Linked DNA regions of Zea mays: region 2 is linked to region 1. A link is a contact called in public Hi-C data. All regions are on one chromosome and are shown on one strand. Each heading gives the region's core, a stretch centred on a gene start, on an enhancer-like site or on the middle of the called end of the contact. The rest is flanking DNA. Distances are from core to core; before and after follow the strand shown. Region 1 holds the start of LOC107305682 (Cysteine-rich repeat secretory protein 55). Region 2 holds the start of LOC100279211 (Acyl-CoA N-acyltransferase with RING/FYVE/PHD-type zinc finger domain).

Region 1 (6,026 bases), core at 2,405-4,904:
GTAGTTTCCGACTGGATGTGTCGACCCTGTCGATGGAGGATATCACCGGCCGACTGAAAGCGGCCGAGCATGCTGATGATGCCTCACCACCGTCGACGGGGGGTAAGCTGTACCTAACGGAGGAGCAGTGGGAGGCTCGGTGGAAGGAGAAGCACCGAAATGACGCCGGCGCGTCGAAGTCCGGTAACCACAGGCGACGTCTACGTCGAGGCGCGACAAGCAACTGGCGAGCGAACCGGTGCTGGGAAAGGCCGCGACCAGTGCCGGAGCTGCGGCAAAACTGGCCACTGGGCCAGAGATTGCCCGTCTAAGTCCAACAAGGGGAAGGCCTATGTCGCGCAGGCCGAAGAGGAGGAGGGGACTCTGCTCCTCGCACGGGTCTCCTCCGTCCAGCTCCGCCCGCTCTGCGGTGGAGACCGCATCGTCGGCAGAATCCCCGGCGCTGGAGGCTTCTCGGGCTCAGATCCACCCACAGGAGACCCCGGTCGGGGCATTGGAGGCGCCGCCGGGACAACTGTTGCAGCTAGCGGTCCCGTCCCTGGTGGAGGAGGCGCCGACAGATCATCCCCCGAAGCAGGTGGCCTGGCCCCTGCTGGAGAAGGCGGCGCCGGATCCACCACCTCTAACCCTAGCCCCAGCGCTGGAGGAGTCGCCCAGTGCTGTGGAGGGGCCAGTGACCCTGCTGCCAGCGCTGGAGAAGCCACGCGCCGCGACGGAGCAGCAGCACGTACATCTGGTGGATGACAGAAGGAGATGTTGATGACCACGCAGGAGATGGTTGGATTCACGGAACACAAGGAATTGGTTGGATTCAGTGACAGTGACCACGCAGGAGATGTTGACGACAGAAGGAGCACAAGCGGGTTGTTCTTCTTCTTGGCCAATAATCCTATCACTTGGCAGTCCATTAAGCAAAAGGTGCTAGCTCTCTCATCCTGTGAGGCGAGTACATAGCTGCAGCAGTAGGTGCATGTGGAACAGTCTGGCCAGTACGACTACTGAGGCCTAGTGTAGGTATTCTAGTAATGAGTCGTATTAGAGTGAATTGAGATATATTGAAGGAGTATTTGATATATTGAGGATTTACACACTCTCCAATCTCTCCAAAGCACTCTAAACTCAAAGTACTCAAACTAGATCTGAAGGATGTGATGGGAGGAGAGCCCGAACCATCGGTCCTCAAAGTGGACAATAAGTCAGCAATCGACCTTAGCAAAAACCCTGTCCACCATGATCGAACTAAACACATTGACACACGATTTCATTATATCAGAGAATGTGTGGACAGGAGGAAAATTATCCTTAAGCAGATTACAACTCAAGATCAGCTCACGGATATATTGACAAAGCCGCTGGATCGTGTGAAGTTCTAGCTCCTCCGTGATCGCATTGGCGTCGTCAACATAAAGGATGAGCTCTAGGATTAGGGGGGTTTGTTGTCTGTAATCCTGATGTCTATCCGTTGGGACTTAGCTCCTGTCAGTTAGGACTTAGCTATATTTTTCTTTGAATTCGTTGGCCTGAATAACCGGCCAGTTAGTTGTGGCTGAACGAGTCTAGTGCCTGTCGTAGGCCAGTTCATGCGGGGCGAGTCCGAGTCTTAGGAGAGTGCGCGAGTGCTTGTAGGACGTGGGATGGCACGGCGAGTAAACGCAACATGAAGTGCATGTAAACGAGTCGAGTCTGTTTATTAATTCAGAGCAATACGACAGAAAAGGTTGTCCGTTACACAGCACCAAAATATCACCTCGTCTCTAGTTCTTCAGTTCCTGTCTCTAGTTATTCGATCGATTGTAAAGTTAGTAAGTGTGAGAACCGGCAGCTGAACTCGCCGGAATTCCCAACACGTGGGCGGCCCGGCGGCCGCCAAGACTCCACGCCGCCTTTTGGATTTGAACATTTGTACGGAGAGGAACAGCGCAAGCGAAGGGACGACGCTCGTCAGGTCCATCGCCGGCAATGGAGTTTAGGAAGATAAGAAGAAAAAGAAGAGAGTGGTCTGAACTCTGAACTTCGCCGGCCGCTAGCTAGAGCGAGTGTGGCTTGTGCATGCCCAGATCAATCTCGCCGGTGTCGCTTGAGATGAATCCATGCCAGCTCCAGCAGGCAGCATACAGCGAGCAGGTGAAATAAAGCTCTGCTTTTTGCCCATGCTGTCGCATGTTCCCTGCTGCCAAGCTTTCAAATTGCAACTAGGTACCCTGGATTCAGGTAGGCGCATTTTCCATTCTGTTCTCCATTTAAGATACTCCTCTGAGGCTACTAGTAGTTTTCACGTACTCTCCAGTCAGGAAAAAAAAGTTCCAGCGGCTGAGATACATGGTGTGGTCGTCGAACCAGCGGGACCTGTCTTGAGATTGAGAGAATGTTCTTCCATTATGTATGTCCCACTGCAACAGCAAACAAATATCGAAACAAGAGTAGCGCGCAATGCGCATCATCGATCCGTGTTAAGCTTGAGCAGTGGAGTAATCTTTTACATACCGAATGATGCATGCTGATGGGAACATAAAAGTTGGTGGTGACTGATCGTAGTTTAACATATCAATACTATTGCTTCGACGCAGAGATGTACTTACACTGCATAAGCTCTTAACACATACAGTTGCACATCTTTATTGCTAGCTAACGCAAGGCTACTTTACCCTACGTTAAGGCACACAAGTCACTTCAGGCTAATTAAGGACGCACGACGATCTTGGTGTTCTTCGTCATGTCGGTGGTGGCGAGGCCGCCGCCCTTTCCGGCGAGCGGGAAGTAGAAGGGGTAGATCTCGTAGCGCACCCTGCAGCTGCTGTAGTTGATCTGGCAGCCCTGCTGCGCGCCGCAGTAGTCGCCGAACCTGGACAGCGCCGTGGACAGGCACTGCGCGCAGGTCAGCGGCGCGAGGTCCCGCGTGCACTGCGCCAGCCCGTAGATGGACACGAACGGCGTGTACTGCTCCTTGTCCCGCCCGAGCCCCGCGCTGCCCGCCGCCGACGCCTGCGCCGTCGCCTTGCCCATCACCTTCCCCACCGCCTTCTCGAACGCCTTCGGGTTGTCCATGGCCTGCACGTTCACCAGGATCACGCCCGCGTCCGTGTCCGCCTGCCCGAAGAAGTTGGCGTTCTCGTACCGCATGAAGCAGTAGTCGTACCTGCATGCATATGTATGTATGCAAGCTCGATGCTTAGCATTAGCAGTTGCATACTTGCATGCATGTGTCTACATAATTGCATACGTATCTATACAGCCATGCAGTGTTGAGCATACCATATCCTCGCGTCGGAACTGTAGCTGCAGGTGCTGGGGAGCTGCTTGGCGGCGTCGGCAAGGCAGGACGCGCAGTCGCTGGCGGAGACGTCGCCGCGGCATTGCGCGAGGCCGTAGATGATGCTGTTGTTGCCCTTGCCGGCGGTGGACGTGGCGTAGCCCCCGGTGGAGGAGGCCGAGGCGACGAGGTCGGCGAGGACGGAGTTGATGTTGGCCACGGCCTTGCTGCTGCCAGCGTAGCTGCTTCCTGAGCAGTAGCTGCCGATGGAGTCCGCGGCCATGCCCAGCGGGAGCAGCAGAGCCAAGGAAACAACAAGCAGCATGCAGCAGCGCATCCTGCTGGACTCCATGGCAGTGTAGGGTATGATTGAATCAAGCTCTCGAGTTCTTTGCAAGTGCGTGCTCTCCATTGAGAAGAATGGCTGGAGCTTATATAGTGCCGGGATCGGAGAGCGCGGATAGGAGATCGAGCAGAGGTGCTTGCTGGTTTGCTGCCGAACGTTCTTTATTTGACTGTTTTCTTGGTTGCATGCAAATTTTGACGTGGACATTAGCATGAGTGCATGACCGTGAGCACATGCTCCCTCTTCTATGACTTTTTAATTATCGTTCTCGCTTTATAAAAAATGTAATATAATTAGCTTTTCCAAATATATTAAAAATACTAATATTTGTATTATATAATTAGTATCATTAAATAGATTATTAAACCTATTTAAAAGTTATGAATATTGCGAATGTTTTTTATAAAGATAGTTAGATTTAAAAAAATTGACCAGCACATTTTATAGACATATAATTGCTGGCCGCTGAGTCAGCTGCTGGTCCACGGGTGGGCACGGGCAGAAGGGCACTTGGCAACTTGCAGACATTGGGCTATAGCTGGATTGGCGGCTCCATCCGCGCCATGCATGTTACTAGTATGGCCCATTGACTTTGACTTGGGGCTTTGCATGGTTTAGACTTTAGACAACACTTGTGAAGAAGTTGTGTGATTGTGACTTTGTCCTTGGGAGTAGCAGTTTAGCACATCACAGCTCATAGACGAGAGCTCCCTGGATTTCGATTTCCTGGGGTTCAGAAAAAAAGAGAGATAGAGAGAGAGAGAGAGAGAGAGAGAGAGAGAGAGAGAGAGAGAGAGAGAGAGAGATCAGCTTTGTTTTGTTATAATTTGCATGCAAGTTAAAATAAAGGTTGTGTTTGTGTCGGAGACATTCGTAGTCAGCTAGCTAGATGTTGTACTACTGTAATGCACGATAAAAACAGGTTGTAAGTTGCTCGAGTGAACCAATATATCCATGTCCATGTAGTGATGTGGATGGTAGCTGCCTAGTAGTGACTAATTACCTAAACCAATCGCACGTTTAACTGTCAGAGCATGTAAATCTGGCGGCCGGAGTGAAGGCCGAAAAGGAAGAAGAGGACCAGACGCATCCATCTTGCATGCATGGTCCACCAATCCCCCTAGGCCATAGGTGGAGTACACTGGTCTTAAGTTGTGTGGAGTTCCACTCGTCCACCCAGAAGCAGACACGACGCGGAGTAAGAGGAGTTCATCCACAGAGCTGACCACGTCAGCAAATTTTAAGATAGAAGCATATATAGAACTAGTGCTGGGAATTGGGCCGGGCCGGGTCAGTCTGGCCTAAGCCTATCGTGCTTCGTGCTAAACGGGTTCGTGCCAGGAAAGCCCTAAATCACGTTATGCCTTCGTTGGGCCGTGCCGGCCTAAGCCTGGCCCCGTATATTTGACCACATAAAATCAAAATATTACAACCATATAAAGTTCATGGCTTACTAAATTAAACATATTAAACAATTCTAGCATCATTTAACCACATAAACTCTAAATATAACACCAATATAAAGTCGATATCTTACTAAATTAAAGAAATTAAACAGATTGGACTTAATTGGGCCGTGTCGGGGGCCCGACGGGCCGGAATTTGAGGCCTGACCCAGGCCCGCCTTCGGGTCGTGCTCGTGCTAGCCCGAAAAGCCCGGCCAATATTCCCAGCACTATATAGAACCCCCAAATCCAACGCGGAATGTGGGGGGGGGGGGGGGGCTAAGAGGAAACTCGTTCTTTTTCTCACTTATACCGTACTATAGAGTCACCTCACCAAAATTCTACCCCTACTTTTCATCTTTCTGCAGCGGTTCCTCCTAAATATTCCCCATATGCCCCCATTATCTTTATAAAATATCATTTCCCATACTTTTTATCATACATACCATTTTTACGCAACTAATAAATACTGTCGAGCACTAGAATCGAGACATGGGAGCTCCACAGTGCTCCCCTAGACCTGGTGACGTATTGTGTCGTCCCCTTGTCCTGTAGCTTCCATAGCATCAACCGATATAAGGAAAATATAACTGGTCCATTGTAGGTAGTCTTGTGACATATGGGTGCACATCGATACACACGAGTGGAGCTACATGATATAACGGGTATACCCCACCAAATAAGGAAAATAGCCACCATCAAGTTTGGATTTTGGCGTTTGATAAATAACATGCTCATTTAGATTGATACTATTTACTAGTATACAATGTATAGTTTAAATGGATGCAAGCTAGATCTGAACTTAGGCAAAAGAATAGTACTAATGATCAACACCTCAGGTAAAACATTAGAAGCCACATTGAAATCGTGTGAAACATGCTAAAAGTTCAAGTCACCAAGAAGTAGAAGCTCCAACGTAAAGACATAAATAAAATTAAATCCACCAAAGAAGAGACAAGAAGATTGATGAATTAGAATTGCCTCA
Region 2 (6,070 bases), core at 3,434-5,933, 320 kb after region 1:
CAAGGCTATAAACTTACATTTGCATATTTAGGTCTACTGTTGGATCAGCTAGTGCAGAAGCAAATGTAGCTTTCAGACTCTGTTTCTCAATGTATCTGAAATGGAAAAAAGAAGAGTAAAGTAAAAGAAAAAAATACAAATGTAACAATGTATCAAAAACGAATATGAAAACTAAAAGCAACCTTGATATGGAATGGTGGGTTAAAACATGACTTGCATTATTGAAGCCATATAGCAACTGTAAAAGAGGAATAAACATGAGAGCTAAATTATTTGTCATAAGGAATTGTTTGAACAATAGGGTATTTCATAAATCAAACCAGGGTACCTATTCCCAAGATCTGTAAGACCAGTATAGCCAGGTCCAAATAGAAGTTCAGCATCTTGTTGCTCAGGATTATGTCCAAGGCCATCGTGAGTGCCGACTGCATGCAGAACGTCTAGTAAGAATCGCTACTCGTCCGTGATAAACAAGCAGGCGCAAGTTGTGGCATTCCCCACTGCTTAGGCAACACCCATATCTAAGCCTTGGGAAAGCCACCATTTCGATATTGTGTGCAGTTTGGAAGATAGGTATTCTTACATTCCTATTTTCCTACCTTAGAATTCATAGCGGGTAAATAATACTTGAATCAGAAGTGTGTGGCTCCCCCTTTCAGCACCTAGGCTAAATGTGTGGTTGTGTACTCCATCTATCTGTACTACAGATTAGGACTATAATTGCATCACAGAAAGAGATATGATCATGGATTCTGAATAATGGACGAAGGTTGCAGAAGAACAAAATATGACATATACCTTCCCATGGCATCATAGATTGCAGCAAGGTTGTTGTACACACCAAGAGTATTAGGATGAGAAGCGCCACACTCCTGCTCCAGAACCTCCCTTGCCTCCTCAAACAACTGTGCAACCTCGTCTATCTTGAACAGCTACACGCAAGCTAGCCCCATCTGGTTCAACATAACGCGAAAATGTTGACTTCCTCTCACTAATGGCCCTAGACTTTGCAACTGCACTCTCGAACGAGTTCCCCAGATCTGCATACCTCCCACCATGTAGTACAGAACACCCATTTGTGCCACAACACCGACAACAATGCTCCACTCCCTCGATGAGCCCTTGAGCAACCTAAGTTTCCCTCTGAAAAAGCTTTTGGGCCACATCGAGATCACCAAGTGCCTCATAGATGGAAGGAATCTCCATTAAGCCTCCAGCGATCTCATTAGGAGCAGCACCACTCACCCCTCTAGTTGGGCTCGACAGATTGCAGCTGCTTCGTCGTCGCCGCTGGCTGCACCGGCCTCAGGCTTGCTGTTGGCAGACGGTTCTTGTGTTGGCTTCACGACTTTGACGGTGCGCTCGAGGACGGGGATGGCGTTGGCGTGGCGACCGAGCCCGCAGTGGATGGCAGCAGCGATGTGGAAACTCATTGTGAGCTCGAGTTCGACGCCCTCACCGCATCACTCGAGCACCCTGGCAGCGCGCTCGACGAACTCAAGCATGCGCGGCACTGACGCCCTCGCCCAATACCATGGTGCCGCGCTCCTGCTTGAGGAGGAAGGACCCTAGATCCGGGTTGTCAAGCCAATCGTCGGTGGTAAATGACGCGAGACGGTAGTGAGCAGCGCGGGAGCCCAAAAGACCTCCTTCGAGGTGGTTCCTGCTACTGCTGCAGTGCGGCTGCGCCATGATTCTTCTTGGAGGACGGCCCATCCACCCTGCCCTTGTTGCCCTTCTTCTTGAGGGACTCGAGCGTCGCGAACATGTTGTCGATGTTGAGCTTCACCTCCTCCTCCACTCCTACCCGTCTCTCCCACCCACCATGCTCCCTGACCGCCGCGGTGGGGCCCTGGTGAGGCAAGGCAATCTGAGCGAACCTCGGATCCAAATATGCGGGGACGACAGGGGCAGGGGAAGGGGCGCCGAGGACCTGCACGTAGGAGGGCAAGGATGGTGGGGTGTGCGAGCAGGCGCGGGCGAGGATGGCGCGGAGGGGAGAGGAGCGGGGGCATGGTGTCGCCTCTGTGGATGGCGGGTGTGGGCGAGGATGGCGGAGAGCGAACAGGGGCGAGAATGGTGGGGGCTGCCGCGGAGGCAATCCCTGGCGCCCTTCCATCGATGGAGATCGAGACGAGGGCGAGGATGGCGGGGCGGTCGCGGAGGCATCCGTGGAATTTTGTCCTTCCATCCACGGAGAGCAGGGCTGCAGGGACGCGAATCGCAGGGGCGGGGGCATGACACACAACTGTGGACACCCTCCTTAGAGCCTTATAGAGTAGTAGTAGATTTCTTATACTTAATATATGTAAACTATTATTTTTAAAATAAAAATGTAACCGTGTCGTGCCCGTGCCAGCACTACGGGTCGAGATGGTGGCCCAGACACGGCACTATAGTCGTGCCGTGCTAGGCACTGACACTATACTAGCCGGACCGGGTCGTGCCTAGGCCGTGTTTTTTCGTGTCGTGTCTGGGCTGGCCCATCGTGTTAGTGCTAAATGACCATCTATAATGACTTGTGTGTTAAGCCTATCTTAGACTTAGTTTTCACCCCCTGTTTAGTAACATCTCTCATTTCAAATCTTACGATATAAACTTCCATGTAAATGTTTGCATAGGTATATATACGATTTAATGGCCATAAACTTAAAACTTCACTATGTAAATAGAATCTAATACTAAAAAGTGTTTTATATTGTCATATGTACGATCTGTTGATCATAGTTTAGATATCTATTTCCATCCTTTTTCACGTATGAGTTATTTACTGTCGGTACCCTGAATTAGGGGTACCCCTTACTACAGCATGAAGACACGGTGCCCGTGCGGCTATCTCTAGCCGCGCGGTGAACAGCACCCGACCCCAACACGTGGGCAGTCCCAGAGATGCCATGTGGACAAAAGAGGTGATATACTCCAGGATACCATCAGTAGGTCCGGACCTCCTCAAGAAAGCATCGGGCCCCTGTACACATAGCCCGGACCTCCGAGTACGGTCCGGGACTCCCAAGTAAGCAAGCCGGACCCCTTGGATGAGGTCCGAACCCCTCTAAGTGAGGTCCAGGCCACCCGCAGCAAGGTCCCGGGACAGGGAATACCCTGGTCTAGGTCAAGGACAGGCGAGGGTCCGGTACTGACACGTGTCCAGGCTTTATCCAGTGCGCTTCCACTCCCCGCTCAGGCGGAGGCCCGATGCTGCCACGTGGACTATCGCCTGTGACGTAAACCAGCGGGCGGGGCCTGACGTAAGGCCTCTGGGCCGCGCTGCCTCTGCATTTATTGCGGAAAAGACGCGCCGCCTGTCTATCCGCTGACAGACGATGTGCCCTCTCAGCATTTAATGTGTCCTGTCCACTCCGCTGACAGGCGGCATCCAGGCCATCATGCAGGCGGCGTGCATGTCCAGTCCATTGTCAAACAGTACGCCCGTGCTGCGAGGTGCACTGTGTCCATCATCACTTATACGTTGCCAGGGAAGCTTCCCCTGCACGCCAATACTACGCAGATCATGGATGTCAGGGCACAAGAAGATTGCTCCAGCAACGAACATTAGTTGCTCCAAGTATTACATCTGCTATGTCCCTGGGCCCGCATGTCGGTGCTCATCACCCTTGTACGTGCCCCCCTTCAACTATAAAAGGGGAGGCATGCACCATTACAAGACAAGCTCACTTAGGCTCGAGCGGACTGAGACTTAAGCACACTTAGACGCTCACAAGTTCATACAAGCTCAATACATCACACAGTGGAGTAGGGTGTTACGCTCCGGCGACCCGAACCACTCTAAATCCTTGCGTGTTCTTGTGTTCTCCCCATTTTCCAACTAACAAGAAAAAAGCTTAGACCCCTTCTCATCTTAGGATTTAGGGTGGGTGCATTCCACCACCCGGCCGGAGATTTACTCTCCGACATTTACGTTTTCTCGGAATGGAATAATATGTGAGTACATTGGCCACAAGACTTGTGACAAAATCGATAGACCCAGTTCAGGCCACTTGAACATCGTCGTTTCTTTTAGGGCTAGTTTGAGAATTCTATTTTCTTTAGGAATTCATATTTTCTCAAAGAAAAATAATTATTTTTAAAAAACAGAAATTTATGAAAAATTAGAGTTCTTAAGCTAGAACTCCTAGATTCGTCACCGATGGCGGCTACGCCTGCTGCGGCTGCCACGACAAGGTCAGTCAGCTCGATCAAGTACCTATATGTTTTCGGAATACTTCGCCGGTTCTATGGTTTTGCTCGGATCTTCATCTTCTCATGGGTTTCTTCTTTGCGCCGCGCAGGTGCTGTCGTCTGTCGACGCCAAGGGCGGACATGGGCAAGGTGGGCCATGACCCATGGCTCCAACTCACTTTTATAACCTCGTTTACTGCAGCAAAATAAACAAAGTTTTATGCAGTAGATAGGGCCAAATCTAATAGAAGCTAGTTTTTTTTTTCTCTAGGCCCAACCCATCTAGAGCTCTACTGCTTGGTCGGCCTACTCACCACGCTAGCCGTTCGATCCCCTCCCCTCGCCGCCTGCCCTCGTTGTCGGCCGCCTGCCGCCGCCATCTCACGGCCTCCTACCTTCCCTCGTGGTGGGCTCCACCGCGGTCTGGTTCGTCTTCGATCGTGTGGGATACAGCTTCCTCTCCGTCCTCTTGAAAGCTATCAGAGCAAGCAAGCCAGCCACTTTACCTAGCTAGTGTTCCGGCTGATTCCACTGGCGACGATTCGAGGTAAGGAATTAGCTAGTAGCCAAAAACACCAACATCAAGTTACTATCAAGCTTGCACTGGCAACCATATAAAGTTAATGAGTTATTGTTGGTCCCAACAATGTTGAGCTGTGAGTCACGAGAGGGATTTTGATATTAGTCAAGGCTCCAGAAGTATTGTCTAGTGGTACTGCTTGCTTTATGTGGATGGAAGTTAAGCTGCCTGCCTGCTGCTGTATGTTTACTTGGGTTGCTGGATACCAGTCACAATAATTGTTCCAGGCCTTAGATTTAAAAAGCAGGGTGGCTTCATATTTGTTTTGGACTGCGTTGATGTTATTCTTATTCAGTGCAAAGATCTAGAGATACAGAGTGGCATATCCACAGTCTGATACTCTGATTAAGTTACAATTATCTATCTAGTGGCTGAAGATCCAGGGATACAGATATCTATCTAGTGACTATCTTGTTTCTGTTATTACTCTGTACTGAGTGGCTTTATGCCTCTATTTTTGTCTGTTGATGTTGGTCATCGTTCATATTCTACTTCAGTATCTTGAAACGTAAGTCATTATGTATGATCTGGTAACTTGACAGTAGTAATTGCATTTGAATTTTAAGAAATGTAATCAAGTTTCCTCATTGCTCAAAATTGATATGGTCTTCATTTTGCAATGTCTCTAATTGGTATTTATTTTTTCTGTGATTTTGCATGATATTTTGTGATCAGCAATGTACAGTGTACCTCTATTGTAACTAGGCTATGTGTCGTCCATTCAGAGTGGTATACTAAATTATATCTTCATGGATGTTTGGTAACTTAGCGGTATATTCACTATACTACTTTTGTCAACATATTTTTCTTGTATTGATTTTTATCTAATATACAATTTTTCGAAGTATAGATTGGATTTTTATTGGTGATTCGGTACAACCAAAAAGGATTTCCGGTATTTATGTAATTTTGGAACATTTCTGATATTATCACTTAACCTTCACGTTATCATCATAAAACTACTTTTGTCTGTACTGATTTGTCTCTTACGATGCCACCCCATTTAGAACCTTGTCCTGTGTCCGCCATTGGTCGGCGCTGCAGTTTGAGAAGCACGTGGGGGCGGAGTCGAAGAACCAGAACGGTAACATCCTCCTCATCAACGACAAGTTGCTCTACGACCTGTTCCACGAGCTCAGAAATTGGCCCCCTTGTGCGGAGGAGTTTTGGGCGACCGCCGGGGTACTCATGACTGTGCCTGCCACCGAAGCCTCATCTGCGCCGCAGGGGCAGCAAGCAGGCGCGCCCGCTAGCTGGGAACCCAACGGGGTTCAGGTTGACGGCGTGACGGTGGATCCCCCTTTGCCTGGA

The links. A called contact is a pair of places that touch in the nucleus more often than the background predicts.
Region 2: a Hi-C map of tassel shows a contact between it and region 1, with 2.3 times the contacts expected there. The contact joins the promoter of LOC100279211 here to the promoter of LOC107305682 in region 1. A contact is called at or near these places in 3 of 25 Hi-C or Micro-C datasets (ear, leaf and tassel).

The regions. Positions count from the first base shown.
Region 1 is chr1:41,373,731-41,379,756 of Zm-B73-REFERENCE-NAM-5.0, forward strand. It overlaps LOC107305682 (Cysteine-rich repeat secretory protein 55), which reads right to left and starts at 3,655. Exons shown (of 2, transcript NM_001320826.1): 1 at 3,253-3,655; 2 at 2,504-3,136. The coding sequence starts at 3,602. The coding sequence ends at 2,680. LOC100381585 reads right to left here and starts at 1,737. Exons shown (of 1, transcript NM_001356628.1): 1 at 1-1,737. The coding sequence starts at 908. The coding sequence ends at 330.
Region 2 is chr1:41,688,090-41,694,159 of Zm-B73-REFERENCE-NAM-5.0, forward strand. It overlaps LOC100279211 (Acyl-CoA N-acyltransferase with RING/FYVE/PHD-type zinc finger domain), which reads left to right and starts at 4,684. Exons shown (of 23, transcript NM_001360944.1): 1 at 4,684-4,726; 2 at 5,435-5,530; 3 at 5,610-5,654; 4 at 5,804-6,070. The coding sequence starts at 5,513.